Regions from separate parts of the Mus musculus genome. Here region 1 is linked to region 2. The links are chromatin contacts, called in public HiChIP or PLAC-seq maps. All regions are on one chromosome and are shown on one strand. The core of a region is the stretch at or near the end of the contact, and the rest is flanking DNA. Distances in the headings are between cores, read along the strand shown. Region 1 holds the start of Tox3 (TOX high mobility group box family member 3). Region 2 has its middle 210 kb from the start of Tox3.

The links. HiChIP or PLAC-seq counts read pairs in DNA pulled down with a chosen protein or histone mark.
Region 1: an H3K27ac HiChIP or PLAC-seq map of heart atrium shows a contact between it and region 2, with 6 times the contacts expected there. The contact joins the promoter of Tox3 here to the enhancer-like site in region 2. A contact is called at or near these places in 5 of 39 promoter capture datasets (3T3-L1-derived adipocytes, cranial neural crest, embryonic stem cells and 2 more), 1 of 484 Hi-C or Micro-C datasets (cerebellar granule neurons) and 7 of 115 datasets of contacts at active chromatin or transcription factors (astrocytes, embryonic forebrain, embryonic stem cells and 2 more).

What each region holds. Positions count from the first base shown.
Region 1 is chr8:90,346,370-90,349,651 of GRCm38.p6, reverse strand. It overlaps Tox3 (TOX high mobility group box family member 3), which reads left to right and starts at 1,400. Exons shown (of 7, transcript NM_172913.3): 1 at 1,400-1,789. The coding sequence starts at 1,703.
Region 2 is chr8:90,131,830-90,135,028 of GRCm38.p6, reverse strand. No RefSeq gene overlaps it. Among named protein-coding and RNA genes, the nearest start is that of Tox3, 210 kb to the left of the region's middle. Within about 2 kb of position 1,853, at least 3 of the 459 cell types and tissues checked have an H3K27ac peak or open chromatin away from gene starts, as enhancers often do. A contact at or near this core is called in heart atrium, where this site is marked.

The DNA of each region.
Region 1 (3,282 bases), core at 151-2,650, 220 kb before region 2:
TGCTAAGAACACACACACACACACACACACACACACACACACACACACACACACACACACACACACACACATTTCCACCTAATTGAAGTTTATTTTTCTTGCTTGGTTCCTGAAGTATAGTATTGAGTGAAGGAAGGTACACATAGGTGTTGCAAGCTGGAGAACACTTAGAAATCCGTGCATGTCTGGAAAAGTTCAGGTCCCAGACCAGCGAAGTGATCCAGGCCCCACACCTTTAGAGACTGTCAGTTGAAATAGTTTAACATCTTTCCCTTCTAGTTCAAAGTAGTTCGCAGATAACTGAACCGAGAAAGGGAGATCTCACAGCTCAGCCAACATTTTCTAGCGCCAAGGCTGAAGGCCAAACTTTCAAATTAACTCAGAGCAATAAAGCCAAGGGTGGTGGTGATGGTGGGGGTATGGGGGCGGAGGGTGGGGGGAGAGAAATGTAGATTAAAAGAAAGAGAAAGAAATAAGAGGGTGGGTGGGTGCAGCGTGGGGAAGTTAATCACCCAGAACCTTTTAGGAAAAGAGGGACATTTTCTCTAGGAGAGCAGCGAGTGATCCGCCTAGATCCAGTTACTCAAATGCCTTTCGAAAACAAACAAGAGTAAAGAAAATACAAAGAGACCGGACTTGAGGCTTAACCTGGGAAGCTTCAAGTCTGCTTACTTGTGAAAGGTCAGGCCCTAACACCCCTCTGGTAAAGACCACAGGTGTACATGGGGTTCCGGCTCCTGGCTCAGGAGCCACCTGCACAGGTTAGTTTCTGGGCTGAGTCTATACCGGGGATATCCAAGTAGAAGAGTAAGTAGGGTAGAGGGATTGGGAAACAGGTCCCCCACCAGCAAGAACTGGGACGAGGTGGTAGGGGCAGAAGAGAGGGCTGGGTGAGAAGTGGACGGTTTTGGGATGCTGGGGCCAAGGGAAGCGAGGGTCGCACGGGAGAAGAGTGGGACTCGAGGAGGGACGGTGCTGGCAGCAGCGGGGAGGCCGAGGGAGGCCCGGGAGCGGGGAGAGCGGTGAGGCCGCGGGGACAAAGAGGACCGGGGAGGGAAGGGGTGGGACGGTGAGAGGCCGGGAGAGGAGCGCGCGGTGGCCGGGGCTGCACGGGGCGCGGGGCGGGGCGCGAGCCCGGAGGCGGTCGGCGGCGGAGCGCACCGGCGGGGCGGGCGGCGCGCCAGCTGCCCGCGGTGGGAGGGGCGGAGCGGCAGCGGCGCGGGGAGGGGACCGGCGGCGGCAGGAGGGGGAGCGGCAGGGGAGGGGCCGGGCCCCTTGTCTCCGCGGCTCCTCGGCTCAGTCCGCCCGGGGAGGAGGAGCGGGGCCAGCCGCCGCCGCTGCCGCCGCCGCCGTCCCAGCTTCGCCGCGCACCTGAGCTCGCCGGCCGTCCCGGGCCCACGCGCTGCGCCCCGCGCCCCGGGCGCCCGGCCCGCGCGCAGCCAGCTTCGGTGTCCCGGTGGGGCGCGTCCCTCGGGCCGCCTCCCGCTCTCCCGCGGCTCGCGTGGCCGCGCCTTTGTGTGCTGCAGCCGCAGCTCCCGGGCTCGTCGGCGGCCCCCGCGCGACGCCCCTACAGTCCCACGGCCCGTGCGCTGTCCCCGGGCGCCCCCGGCCGGGCGTCCTCGACGGTGGATCGTACGGCCGCGAGGAGGCGGGTAGCGGCCCCGGCGAGTTCCAGCCCCGGCCCCCAGCCCCCGGCCCCGGCATGGATGTGAGGTTCTACCCCGCGGCGGCCGGGGACCCAGCCGGCCTGGACTTCGCGCAGTGCCTGGGGTACTACGGCTACAGCAAGGTGACCGGGCCGGGGGCGGGGGCCACCTCTCCATCCCGGGCGCGTCCCTCGTCCCGCCTAGCCTGCTGCACTTTCTTTCTGATCTTTCCTTCCCACCCGCTGGCTTCTCGGTGCGCCTTAGTCTCCGACCAACTCTTTTCGTCTTCTCTTTACGTGCCCTTTCTACCCACCTTTTTGTCCCTCTGCTGGCGCTCCCTCTGCCCTCCTGGTCCCCTCCCCCGCTCCCCCTAAAAGCTGTGTGAAGCGCAGTCCCGGGACTGAGCCGAGACTGGCGTGTGATTCTTTGTTGATGTTATTAGTAAACTCGATTGCAACACCCCTACTATGTGTGCATGGGGGTGGGGGGACACGCTACGTAGGGGGTCCCCGATCTCGTGGGCCAGAGATTCCATACCTTCGCAGCCCATCTCACCTCACCCACCCAGTCAGGAGCTGGTCCCCGGGAGCTTGGAGAAGATGAACAAACTTTATAGAGTGTGGCTGGGTCTGGGGTCTGGATCTGGGAAGCCTGAAGTTGCAGGATCCCAGCAGGTGCCTCTTACTTCCCCTGCTCTAGGGCGCTTTGGTCTACTAGACCAAGATGCTCGCCTCTTCCGAGTTAAGGCAGTGGGCTTTCGTATTTTATTTTATTTTGCGGAGGAGGGCGGGTTAAGTTTTTTTTCTTTCATGGAGATCAGAGTTGCAGCTCCACATCATGCCTCAGGGTCACCCCATCTTCCTCACCTCTTGCCGCACAAACTTACAGGAGTAAGCGATTCAGGTGGTCATAGGTGGACCTTGGACGCAGTCAGTGGGCTTCCCGGATCCGGTTGTCTACCTTGCCTACTGCTCCCACCACAGAGCTTTGCGACATAACCCTGAGGGCGATATTCAGAGAAAGAGTCCTGCGCCTTTTGATTGTGTGTGTGTGTGTTGTGTGTGTGTGTGTGTGTGTGTGTGTGTTTCCCCTTCCCCCTGCTCCTCCCTCCTCTCCGACTTTTCTTTCAAATCCTAGTTTGTTTATGATTGCTTGGATAACGGAGGAGGAAATACAGAGGCAGCCAAAAGAAAGGTGCAATACAAAACTAATGAATAAATAACAGGAAGAGGAGGGATTGTATCTAGCGCCGGGATAGTTGACTGTGCCCCTGGCTGATGGAGGTCTGTTCTTCATTGTTTATTCTCTTTTCCCAACTCCAGTGCTAAAGTTTGCAAAGACCACTGCAGTCTCACTGCCTCACTTCCCTGTCGTGGTGGGCAGCCCTGGGCCAGGCACCCAGGACCCTTCCAGTAACTCTAGGATGGAGGGGTGTTTTTAGTCCAGTGGTGATAGTGACCATTCACACTCTTCCAAAGCTGGGAGGAATGCCTTAAGCATCGAAAGGAAGGCTAGCAAAGGCCGAAGGCTGTATGTAGCCCGAGTAAAGGATCGGTTTCTGTCGTCTGATTTTGGATTTACTCAGGTTATTAAATGCTTTAAAAAGTCCCCCATGTATGCTCAGTCAGGGACTTAG
Region 2 (3,199 bases), core at 604-3,103:
ATCCCTCCGTGGGTGAATGGATAAAGACAATGTTGTGTATGAAGATTTTCAGCCATAAAGAAGAAAGAAAGCTAAAGAAAGCTAGCTCCCATGGAAACAGGGGTTAATCAGTGGGATGTTATACTAAGTGAAATAAGCCAGGCACAGAAAGTCAGATGCCAAACATCTCACTTACATGTGGAATCTCAAACACTCAGCTTCTGAACTATTCTTGGTAGTGTCCAGGGAAGAACTGCAGTGTAAGTGTGGGACGGTGTTCAGTGAGGGACAGAAAAATTTAGTTGGACAGGAGAAATACGTTGAGATCTACTACTGTATAGCTTGGTAAACACACACACACACACACACACACACACACACGCACATGCACACGCACACACACACACAGAGACCACATTGCATAGTATTAATACAATTTTATCAATAAAAAATATGTAATTTTTAAAGTTGAGTTATCAATACTGTCAGAACATGATTTTTCTTTTCCCAAGGCAGAAGTATTGTATCATCTCTTAATTGCCTTTTAGGAAGGCCTTTGAGACCGCATACCTACCTGGTATCTGGAAGGCATTTAGATGTCAGTAAGGTACACAAATATAAGGCTTCTGTGTGAAGGAGCAGAATCACCTCTCTCCTGCAAGGGCCACTCCCCACCTCTGGTGTCCATTTTTCTCAGGCTAGAAAGACTCTAAGCCAAAGCAGAGAATGTTGGTAGGTTGGCAGTGGGGAAGCCCTTTGCTTTTGTTCTAAGACTTGGGGGCTTAGGAAAGCCATGGCTAGGCAAGATAGGCTTGTCACTTTCATTTTTCTCCCTGCCAATTCATAACTGGTAGTCTTGAGTTTGATTTGGCCAGGCTATTTCTTGTCTCAGGAAGATAAACATTTTTAGATGTTTTGGAAGTTGCTTGAAATCTGTTCGGTTGGATGTTGCAGGATATTTGATCACAGTATGAACCCCCAAGGTTGTGTTGTTTACTGGAAAACCCTTATTCTAGTTGTGGTGTGGCTCAACCTTAAGACACACCTTTAATCTTTCTGGCTGGAATATGGACATTCCCTTAGTACACATCTTTAATCTCAAACAATGAAGATAGCATTAATTTGTAGAAGAAAGCACCCATGTTTGAATGTGATGTTTAATTGAGTCACAGACAAAGTAATGGATCAGAGAAAGATTTGACAGAACAAGAGATGCTCAGCTCTCCCAAGAACAGAAAGGAAAGAGAGGTGACTTAAGAGAGAGCAGTAGAGAGGAAAGAGGCAGTTTTACAGAACCAGTTATAGAGAGATGGGTTGCAGGGAGAAAACAAGCTAGACACAGGTGAAAACAGAGCAGCCAGAGAAATGAGGAGCCAGAAAATTAGAGCCTATTGCCAAAGTTAGTATGAGGCCAAGCAGGGCAATTCAGTCAGAGGATAAGAAAGAAGCCAGATGGAATCAGTAAGCTAGAAGAGGAGTTTGAACTAGAGCAGCTGAGCTGAACCAACCAGAGTTCAGAAAGAACAAGAAAGGGTGAGCATATTCAGCAGTAAATATCAGAGGCTGAAAACATTCTGGGCCTAGATAAGATGTACAAAGTCTAGAAGCTTCCAGGACTAGGCCTAGGTAAGGAGACAAGAGGTAGTAAGCCTCAGAGATGACAATTCTACAGAGTGAAAGTTACATTTACAGATGGAAGACATTTGTGTTTGGATATTGTGTAGAGGCTCACTAACTTGTTGGAAAAATGGATTCCTAAGATCAAGATTCAATATGACTCTTGAGACACCAGTCACTGTAGAAATAGCCAAGGCGCTGTCCATTTCCTCAGTAAGTGTCAGACTGCCTCATCCTGCCAAGGACCTTTCCAGGCCTTGTGAGTTTTGCTACGAGCATATTGGATAAACATCCCTGTCCTTGTAGCACAGAGGTGCAATGTTGATAATAATGCAGTGAACGAAATACACAGCCCATTAGGGAATGGTAAGTGCTAATGAGAGGAAACAGTGGAGAGGGGAAGATATCGGTGTGGGTCAGGGGTTTAAAATATTAGATAGAGAGAGTGGGGAAAGTCTGGTGATTAAGAGACATTCTAGGAATTACTGGTAACAAGAGATCAAGCTATGTCTAAGGGAAAGATGTTCCCAGCCAAAGGGCCCAACAAATACAAAACCCTGAGATGACATTTTAAGGAATGGCCAAGAGGCCAATACTCAGATCAGAATGTTCCTGGCTGTGCTATGGGTTTTCTCTATGTGACGGAGAAGTCCTGGAGTATGACTTCACACATTCCTATCAGAGGGTTGCCCCACTCAGGAGCTGCTTAGAAAGTGAAAACACCCAAATCCCCGTCAAAGGTATCATATAATAGAAGGTGACATGGTGATAATAAGGCCCCTATCTCTGTAAACAGCTTCCAAAGTAGAATAGATTATGTCATATCCCATGAGGATGGATGCGAAAGGTCACCTAGGTCTGGTCCTCTAGTAATACATTCAAGAGTATCTATATTCATACAGATGTGCATGCCTTTTTGAGGGCAGGAAAACATTGAAAACAATATGGAAAGTGCAGTGTTTGGTTGTTTTCTTAGCCAGTCCCAATGACAAAATGACAAGCCACTGGCTTTGTGCAGGAATTACAATCCAATGGAAGACCCACAGTTACTTCCTGTGGCACTGTGAATTTGTGCTCTGTTACCCTATCCATGTGACCTAGCCTATGTCTTCATCAGACTCTGGTTGCTCTACTCATGATTAGTTCCATCCAAGAAATGGTTAAACAAGCCTCTAGGTATGGGCCGGGACCAGTGGGACTCCCCAGTGCCTTCCTTATTTCTATCACTCTAACAAAAAGCCTGACAGAAACAGGAAAAGGGGGAGAGACTTATTTTGCTACATTTTCAACAGAATATCATGGTTCAGAAATGGAGGCACATCCAGGAGAAGATCTGATGTTGACTTGTGGCCTCCCAAAAGGGTCCAGGAATAATTTGGCCCCCAGGGCTCAACTCCAGTCACCTACGTTCTTTAGCTAAGCCCTGCCCCCTAAAGCGTCATAATATGCCAAAATGTTCTACAATCTGAGGTAGAGTGGATTCCATGTTAACCATGAATTAGGATACATCATAAAATACTCTACTATTGCGTTTGCAGCTCCCTAAATGTTGGCTTCAAGTTCTATCATTTCAGAGTATAGGAAACATGTTCACCTATGACTC